Linked DNA regions of Delphinus delphis: region 2 is linked to region 1. A link is a contact called in public Hi-C data. All regions are on one chromosome and are shown on one strand. The core of a region is the stretch at or near the end of the contact, and the rest is flanking DNA. Distances in the headings are between cores, read along the strand shown. Region 1 holds the start of VCPKMT (valosin containing protein lysine methyltransferase). Region 2 holds the start of NEMF (nuclear export mediator factor).

Region 1 (4,668 bases), core at 934-3,433:
CTCCAAAGGTAAAACCCAGAGTTCCTGCTCCTTCTGGTGCATTTGACGGGCCTCTGCATAGTCCACCACCGCCGCCGCCGAGAGATCCTCTTCCCGATACCCCTCCACCAGTTCCCCTTCGGCCTCCAGAACACTTTATAAACTGTCCGTTTACTCTTCAGCCACCTCCACTGGGACATCTTCACAGAGATCCAGACTGGTTCAGAGACGTTAGTACGTGTCCAAATTCTCCAAACACTCCTCCTAGCACACCCTCTCCAAGGGTACCACGTCGATGCTACGTGCTCAGTTCTAGTCAGAATAATCTTGCTCATCCTCAAGCTCCCCCTGTTCCACCAAGGCAGAATTCAAGCCCTCACCTACCAAAACTGCCACCAAAGACTTACAAACGGGAGCTTTCGCACCCCCCATTGTATAGACTGCCTTTGCTAGAAAATGCAGAAACTCCTCAATGACCCTAGCCATATGTAGTCATTGACACTGGAATGGTATTTGTAAAGTTTTTTTTTAATTTATTCAAAAAAGGCATAGTATTTTAGTACTTTTTAAAAATAATGCTCTTACAAAAATGCTACTGATCAAATAAGCTTTTAAAAATTGGAAAAATAAAAATACAGAAGTCCTTTACCATTATCCTCAGGTGATCAGTAGCATTGCCTTGTCTTGGATCCTCAGTGCTGCCCAAAGGCCAGTATAAAGAATTTATATTTGCACTGTAGACTCTGCTAAAATATGGTTTAAAGTGACATTGATTGCACTGAAGGGGGATAGTGCATTTGTGGAATTTTTCAAATTTGAGTAACAGATGACTTTTTAAGGCAGTGAATTTATACACATATAGGGGGTGCGTGGTGATACTGAGTTTTAAGCCTCTTTGACCATCTTCTAGTTTTTACATTTAGGAAGATCGTGAATAACACCCACTGTTCTTAAACTCTTTAATGCCATGTCTTAAAAGCCAGAATTTGCTGCTGAAGACAAAAGTGAAAAATAGAACGAAAATAATAGAATGCACTGTTTATTGTTTTGTCGAAATGTAAACAGACTACCTAACCCAATCATAGAGGAAAAAAGGGCATATATCTTATACAGATGTGCCTTTTTGTTTTTGCAGACTATGGTGTCTTTAGCTAACGAGTTGCCTATTATTTTGGAAAACAAAGTTAATATGCCATACATGTACAGTTTTGTTTATATTGTACATTTAAAGATAATGCTAATAACCTATATAAATTTATGTGACTCAAGGCCTATAATACAGTCTGCTACTTTACTAATTCATAAAGCTGGAGGATAAGTTTCTTATGGCATAGGAACCAACTGCATTGCCTTCAAAACCAAGTAACTTTCTCTATAAATCTCGTGTTAACTAAAAATTTTTGAAGTATTTTTTTAGATTGGTAATATTTAAACCAGCAGACACTTAAAGCTTTATTAAACTTTTTAATCAGAGACGTGATTAAAACTTTTATTTGCCATTTGTACTCCTTCGTTCTAAGTGATGAAAAAGCGTGTTTTCCTCTTAGTGCCGTAGCAGCAGTTGTAAAGTAGCCAAAAGCCACATTGTTTATTTACTGGTCTGTGGCCTTTTACTGTGCTTTGTATCAGAGTTCCTAACAAGATTAATAAATCACCCCAGTCTTAATTTTTAAAAGACGTTTAAAATATGTGTTTTCATTATAAGGAACAAGGGGGTAAGATTGTTGAGTTCTGTAGAAGTAATATATACACACATTTTCAATAATTTGTGCATTTTAAGTTCCATAATCCCAAAGAATTTAAGTGATGTAAACTTCAGAGGGATAACTTTTCCTTCACCGTTAAACGCAGTCACAAGCTTCTTGCAACCATTTTTACGCATTCTGAAGAAAAATTAGGAGCATGTTAGGAATTCTCTGTAAGCAGGATTATAGCCATCCTTGGTAGGATCTTGGAAGCTGCCTTGATTTAAGGCCAGTAATAAAAAAAAAAAAAAAAAAAACAGTGTGAATCAACCTCCAACTAGATAAAAACACTCAGGTTGGCTTTGTCCGGAAAAGTAATTTCAACTGCCCGTTCGTTGAGGCAGACTTGTAATTTAGGGGAGAACAAGGCAGTTCCGCGCGCAGGGTAAGCCTTGGCCTGCGGCTGGGCCACGCCGGTGGAACGTCGCCTTCCGGTCTTTGTGTCTTCGCGCACGCGCTATGGCGCCAACTCCGCCTCCTGGAGGCGCCGGGCCCCTTGCAAGGCGGGGCCCGGGGCGGTCTTGTGGGTGTGACGTCACTGCGCTCGATACTCAGTGTTGCCGGGCGGCGATGGCGGCTTCCCTGGAGTCCTCCGGGGAGGAGCAACTGCGGAACTTTGTGCGAGTTTTGGAGAAGCGAGATGGCACGGTGTTACGACTACAGCAGTACGGCTCCGGCGGCGTGGGTTGCGTTGTTTGGGACGCTGCCATCGTCCTTTCTAAATACCTGGAAACGCCCGGGTTTTCCGGCGATGGGGCCCACGCGCTGAGCCGGCGGTCGGTGCTGGAGCTGGGCTCTGGCACCGGGGCCGTGGGGCTCATGGCTGCTACCCTCGGGTAAGAGCTTGGCGGGAGGGGACGCCGCTTTTCGGGAAACCCCGGTTACTGGCTTCCCATCCTTGTGCCTACACCTCAGTCACCGTTATTTTATAGGGCAGATGTCATAGTCACCGACCTAGAGGAATTGCAAGACTTGCTGAAGATGAATATTAATATGAACAAGCATCTTGTCACTGGTTCTGTTCAAGCCAAGGTACTGAAATGGTTTGTATGGCCTTTCAGCTTGTTTTAAGATAACTGTAGTTTGCTTTAAATTGTGTTACACTAAAAGCATGGTTAATACGAAGGGGACTTTCTGGGTCTTGTTTGTAAAACAGGAATATTTTAAATTAGTGAAACAACAGTTTAAAATATTGGTTGACATTTTTAAGGGGGGAAGAAATAGAAGACTTTCCTTCTCCTCCAGACTACATCCTGATGGCCGACTGCATATACTATGAAGAGGTGAGTATTTAATAGTGAAGGCTCTTCCTTTAGAAGATTTAAACCGTATTTGGTGGATTCTAAAGCACGCATTTCTTCGCATTTTAACATCTCTGAATGCAGGATATTTGTTCCATAGTTGATGACACAGTAAAGAGAAAATAAAGGTCACCAGGAACTACATATATATACACTCATGATTAACATAGAGGTCCATGAAGCATATCGAGAAAAGTGTTATGTGCATTTTGCGAGAGGTGTCTGTAAAATTTTTAAAGGATTTTGCCATTTGGATCTCCTGTAAAAGACTAAGATTTCTTTTTTTTTTTTTTAGTTATTCCTAGTGAATGTGTTAATCATGACATTAATAATTAAGTTGCATCGTAAAGAATTCATTGTTCTGTGGCAAGATTTATTATATTTATATAATGATTTTTTTTAGAATATCAGTTTGTGTAGTGTTGTGGGCATCACTCATTTTTTTCAATAATGAGCATTGAACCAACTTATGTTCTAGTTAGGGTTGGACTTGCTTTTGTAGGTAAATTGTTGATTGTTTAAATCCCAAGTTAAATTATATTAAATTAAATTTTAAGAGTGCAGTCAATTTCATTTGCTTACCCATGGGGACTCCAAAATGCAATCACTTGAATCCTTTCTCTGGAAACTGAAATTAATATGATGGTTGATTAGTTAAGAAGAGTTTACTAATCATCAGTTACAGAGCTGTAACTACGTTTACTTGTTTGGATTGATTCAAAGATGGATGAATTGCCAAAGAAGATATACAGAGTGCCAACAAACACATGAAAGAATGCTCAACATCACTAATCATTAGAGAAATGCAAATCAAAACTACAATGAGATATCATCTCACACCAGTCAGAATGGCCATCATCAAAAAATCTAGAAACAATAAATGCTGGAGAGGGTGTGGAGAAAAGGGAACCCTCTTACACTGTTGGTGGGAATGTAAATTGATACAGCCACTGTGGAGAACAGTATGGAGGTTCCTTAAAAAGCTACAAATAGAACTACCATATGACCCAGCAATCCCACTACTGGGCATATACCCTGAAAAAACCATAATTCAAAAAGAGTCATGTACCAAAATGTTCATTGCAGCTCTATTTACAATAGCCCAGAGATGGAAACAACCTAAGTGTCCATCATCGGATGAATGGATAAAGAAGATGTGGCACATATATACAATGGAATATTACTCAGCCATAAAAAGAGACGAAATTGAGCTATTTGTAATGAGGTGGATAGACCTAGAGTCTGTCATACAGAGTGAAGTAAGTCAGAAAGAGAGAGACAAATACCGTATGCTAACACATATATATGGAATTAAAAAAAAAAAATGTCATGAAAAACCTAGGGGTGAAACAGGAATAAAGACACAGACTTACTAGAGAATGGACTTGAGGCTATGGGGAGGGGAAGGGTAAACGGTGACAAAGCGATAAAGAGGCATGGACATATATACACTACCAAACGTAAGGTAGATGGCTAGTGGGAAGCAGCCACATAGCACAGGGAGATCAGCTCGGTGCTTTGTGACCGCCTGGAGGGGTGGGATAGGGAGGGTGGGAGGGAGGGAGACGCAAGCGGGAAGAGATATGGGAACATATGTATATATATAACTGATTCATTTTGTTGTGAAGCTGAAACTAACATAC
Region 2 (4,668 bases), core at 1,276-3,775, 210 kb after region 1:
TACTTAAGAAATGGCCAACACAAGAGAGATACTCTCACCCTCCTTTTCCCTGAAAGCAGGAAATAATCTCTCATGTGAAAGGTACATTCCCTGAATCTGAAAGTAGAAGGATACCTTTATCACCAGAGATAGGTAATTCAGGCTGAGAAGTCTGTATAAATGAACCTTGTTACTTCCCATATTCTGTTTAGATTCTTCACTAATTAGCGCCCAAAACCTAAGTTTCCTTGTCCTGTCAATTCCTTACAAATTTATTTGTCTAAAAAGTATAAAAGCTGCCTGCTTTGGCCACTTCTTAGGTCCCATTTCTAAGAGACCTCCATGTGCATTAATTAAAATTTTGGGTTTTTTTTCCCCTGTTAATTTGTCTAGCGTCAATTTTATTATTAGTCCAGCCACAAGAACTCAAAATGGATAGAAGGGGAGATTTCCCCCCCGACGCTACGTATCGAATATTTCTACGAGTGGAAAGTAAAATTAATAAATTATATCTTATTCTGAATGAAACTATATTGGTTCCTAATGATTGACCCTTCATCATTGACCACTTCATCTTCTAGAGATCAGTAAACTTCCAAGTATGTGCTCCAGGTCCCTTTCATCTTGGGACTTACAAATGCAGATACCTTGAGCCAAAGTTAAGGAATGATTCAAAATCTCCTGGTGTGGTGTCCAGGAATTTGCTTTGATTATCTCCGTAGTAATCAGTGTATCACACTAAGACTTGAGAATCACAGCCCTAGATGCCCATAAGGCATCCATTAATAATTACCTCTAACTTTTTGGTTGGGACAGATGCCAATGGCACCTGTTTGGATTTCAGATATTCACCTTTATCCTCTCTTTGAAAATTGGAAGATGATTTTCCCATTTCCTGTTGCCTCTTATTTTTCCCACAAGTCCTTAAGTATCCCTGGTTCAGAATTTTTTCAAAGTAGAGAAATTATTCCAAAACCCAGAAATGATAGAATTCAATAGTAAATGATAGAGTTTCTTTATCATTTTTACACTTATCTTCATCTCCTCTCCCCCTTATGTATTTTCTTGCATTTTACTTATGATGTTCATTTTCCTTGACAGAGCAGAAGCAATGTATGGGTTAGTCAAGTGGCTGACTGTCTCAAGTATACCTTAAATTAGTATCCTGCTCCTATCTCATGGGTTTAGGGCCCTAAAGTGGGAGTTTTGATATGAAGTATTTCAGTTTTTGCTTATAAAGAAGCATCTGAGTGTTGTCCCTTTCAATGTGGAGTTTATACATGGGTTGCTTTTATGCAAAGTATTTAGGCATTATTTGGGTAATGCCTTCAGAGCCAACATAAGAACCTTAGCATTGTTTATGTACAGTTAAACCTCTCGCTTTTACTGTTTGCACTACAGTCGACTTGGTTATCAGTCTTCCCTAAACCCTCCAAATGGTTTATTCCATATTTTGAGCTATTCTGCATGATTTTCTGTGCCATATGTCGCATTAATTCTGCGCTGTACCTGCTACAGTAGTCCCCTTAGCATCTACAATTCTGTTTCTTCTGAAATGTCAACCGTGCTCTTTTTACTTAGAGTCGCCATCTGCTGGTGGGAATTCTGCTTGCCACTATTTGTAGCCCATAGGCTCTAGAATCCTCCTACGTCCACATTCCTTGCCGGGCGCGGTGGCGCGTGCCTGTAGTCCCAGCTACTCGGGAGGCTGAGGCAGGAGGATCGCTTGAGTCCAGGAGTTCTGGGCTGTAGTGCGCTATGCCGATCGGGTGTCCGCACTAAGTTCGGCATCAATATGGTGACCTCCCGGGAGCGGGGGACCACCAGGTTGCCTAAAGAGGGGTGAACCGGCCCAGGTCGGAAACGGAGCAGGTCAAAACTCCCGTGCTGATCAGTAGTGGGATCGCGCCTGTGAATAGCCACTGCACTCCAGCCTGGGCAACATAGCGAGACCCCGTCTCTTTTGAGTTCTTATCTTAAAATAGGCTTTCTTCCCACGTATATATCACAACAAAAAGTACCATGTTTACATTCTTGCACGACTGATTTCCCACTGCATCGTGAATTCCTTTGGCGGGGCAATATTGTCTTATTTTTATTTTTAATCTTACTTCACCATTACCTAGCGAAACAATTGAATATTCAGGTTGCCAAGCATTAATGGAGCCCCTATTGTATGCCAGGTACTATGCTGAGCCCAGGGGATCCCAGTACCTAGATTGGATGAGAATCCCACAATACACCACAAAATGCTCTTCGGAGAGCAAGACATCAGAATAGGAACTCCTTTTTGAGGGTTCATTTGCTTTGATCATTGAGGGTAACTGTAGGGTGTATGAAATAGTCCACTTCGTTAAATTTCAACACTGTGCACGTCAGGGAAAGGGGTCGTTGCTCCTGTACGCTGAGTCCCACCTGGGGAAATCCTCCCAGTGCGCTTCTTGTAAATTGTCTTGACCCGCAGGGGTCACTGTGGAGGCTGGCTTGAGTCCCGAAACGCAAGGGAGCAAAGTAACCGGCCTAGTCCATAAGCTTTCCAGGAAGGAATGAAGTTTCAAGAAAATAGTTTGGATCTATTTCGAATTGTTTTGGTACAACGAAAAGGGAGCTGACGACGGACTTGACAGCCGAACGCTGCACAAAAGTGACGAAAAGCAGTTCGCTTCAAGGAATATTGGGTCTTCTGCGCGGCCGTAGATCCGCCAAGTGCGCCTGCGCATAAGAGTAGCAGCGTTGAGTCAGGCCGGCGGTGGAGGAAACTGCGGTAGAGACCCTCAAGCCTCGCCATGAAAACCCGTTTTAGCACCGTTGACCTCCGCGCGGTACTCGCGGAGCTGAATGCCCGGTACTGTATGACGGGTGACCAGGCTCGTGCGGGTGGTGCAGGAGGCAGAGGCCATGGCTCCACCGTGGAAACAAGAACGGCCTTATGTTTCCCCTGGGTCCCCCCGGTCCTGTTCTTCTGTGGACCTGGCTAGGCCTGAGTGGGCGAGCGCGTGACATCTTTCTGTGGCTCTCAGGATACCGGGGGGACCCCGGCGGTCGCGTGCCCCACTCCCCGCTCTCGTGGGCTGCTAGTCTCGCCAGGTCTTGCATCCGGCTTTGGCGGGGCTCTTGGCCTGTCGGCCTGAGTCGCCCGGGTCTGGCAACAAACGTTTAGTAAAAGACGAGACGCCAGGTGGAGGACGCCAGTGTAGTCATTTGCTTCAGAGGTTTCCAGACCAGAGGTTTGGTTTGTTAGACGCTCCTCCTCACCGCAGAGAAAGGCAGCATCGCCTTTTTAGCCGGAGGTAACAGATTTGGCCTGAGGTCTGCATTCTAATCTGCTTTCTGTCATTCAGCTGTGTGAGCTTTGTCATATTTCTCAGGGCCTCGTTTACATATTTTCTTTTATAATTAAGTGGGTTAGATTTTATTGTATTTCCTAAAATATATATTGGATCACTTAAAATACTCAAGGCATAGTATAGTGTTCTAGAGCTGATAGACCACTTTCGTTCTTAAATAGTTACACTCAAGGTTTGGGCTCAATGTCTGATGGCCTTCAGACTGCACACTGGTTGACTCCGTATCTTTAGAGTCAAAGATCCCCCCTTTCGCCATCTCTGCTTTCGCCTACAGCTTTAAATTGTGTGAAGTTTTATGTTTCAAATGGTAGTATGATTTGTTACATGTTTCCTTTCTCTTTGCAGCTTGCTAGGAATGAGAGTAAACAATGTTTACGATGTGGATAATAAGACGTATCTTATTCGTCTTCAAAAGTAAGAGCATTTTATAGGCTTGTTTTATCTTTTGTATAATTAAATATGAGCTTGTTTGTTTTTTTTAACCTGAGTTAATGCTCCCCTAAAAATTTTTTGACTTTTTTCTTTTACAGACCAGACGTTAAAGCTACACTTTTACTTGAATCTGGCATACGAATTCACACGACAGAATTTGAATGGCCTAAGAATATGATGCCGTCTAGTTTTGCCATGAAGGTAAGTTTTAAGTTATACTTGAAGCTAAATTTTATGGCCCTGAGATTGGTCACTAACAATTGAAATTATAAATGGGTTTTTCTTCACTGTTATAAATAAAATAGAGATAAAATAGAGTAGTTGATAGATACTGGTTGAATAAAGGAGATGTTTAACTTCTCCCTTGTACCCTTCATGCCACTTTGTGCGCCACATCTTTATGTTCCCACAGTTACCGTTCTTACTCAAGCTTTTATAATGCTGGACATTATAGCCATTTAACTCTAATACTCTTCTCACTATCAAAACAATTCTGTGTTAGACCGACATTGGTTTTTCTAAAGCATCATTTTCATTAGTTTTCCCACCTTTTATGATTCTCTAATTGCTGAATCCATATCCTATACCCCAGCATTCTTGGCTTTCTGTAATCTGCCCTCCTCCCTCCTTCCCTAGCCTTGTCTTCCACAGCTCACTTTTCAGCTACCAATCTGTATTTTGTTGGAATACTCAGTGACATTAGTATGCTACCAACCATATCTTTTTACTTTTCACTTTTCTTTTTGTTTTTACTATTAAAACTGAGATCCCACATTTGTGGGTGTATTACCCTTTCACTTATTGACACAAGAGATATACTGAAAAGCTCATGATGCAGAGGAAAGACATTAGAGTCAGATATACCTAACTTTGAATTAATGGTATTGCTGCTGAATAATTTTATAACCTG

What was found. Hi-C and Micro-C count contacts between places; a contact is called where the count stands out from the background.
Region 2: a Hi-C map of lung shows a contact between it and region 1, with 3 times the contacts expected there. The contact joins the promoter of NEMF here to the promoter of VCPKMT in region 1. A contact is called at or near these places in 3 of 3 Hi-C or Micro-C datasets (lung and muscle).

What each region holds. Positions count from the first base shown.
Region 1 is chr2:50,577,637-50,582,304 of mDelDel1.2, forward strand. It overlaps VCPKMT (valosin containing protein lysine methyltransferase), which reads left to right and starts at 2,184. Exons shown (of 5, transcript XM_060004598.1): 1 at 2,184-2,560; 2 at 2,657-2,756. The coding sequence starts at 2,184. It overlaps SOS2 (SOS Ras/Rho guanine nucleotide exchange factor 2), which reads left to right. Exons shown (of 23, transcript XM_060004596.1): 23 at 1-455. The coding sequence ends at 455.
Region 2 is chr2:50,791,728-50,796,395 of mDelDel1.2, forward strand. NEMF (nuclear export mediator factor) reads left to right here and starts at 2,526. Exons shown (of 32, transcript XM_060004600.1): 1 at 2,526-2,824; 2 at 3,672-3,740; 3 at 3,857-3,959. The coding sequence starts at 2,766. It overlaps LOC132417880 (protein GVQW1-like), which reads right to left and starts at 1,942. Exons shown (of 3, transcript XM_060001734.1): 1 at 1,630-1,942. The coding sequence starts at 1,770.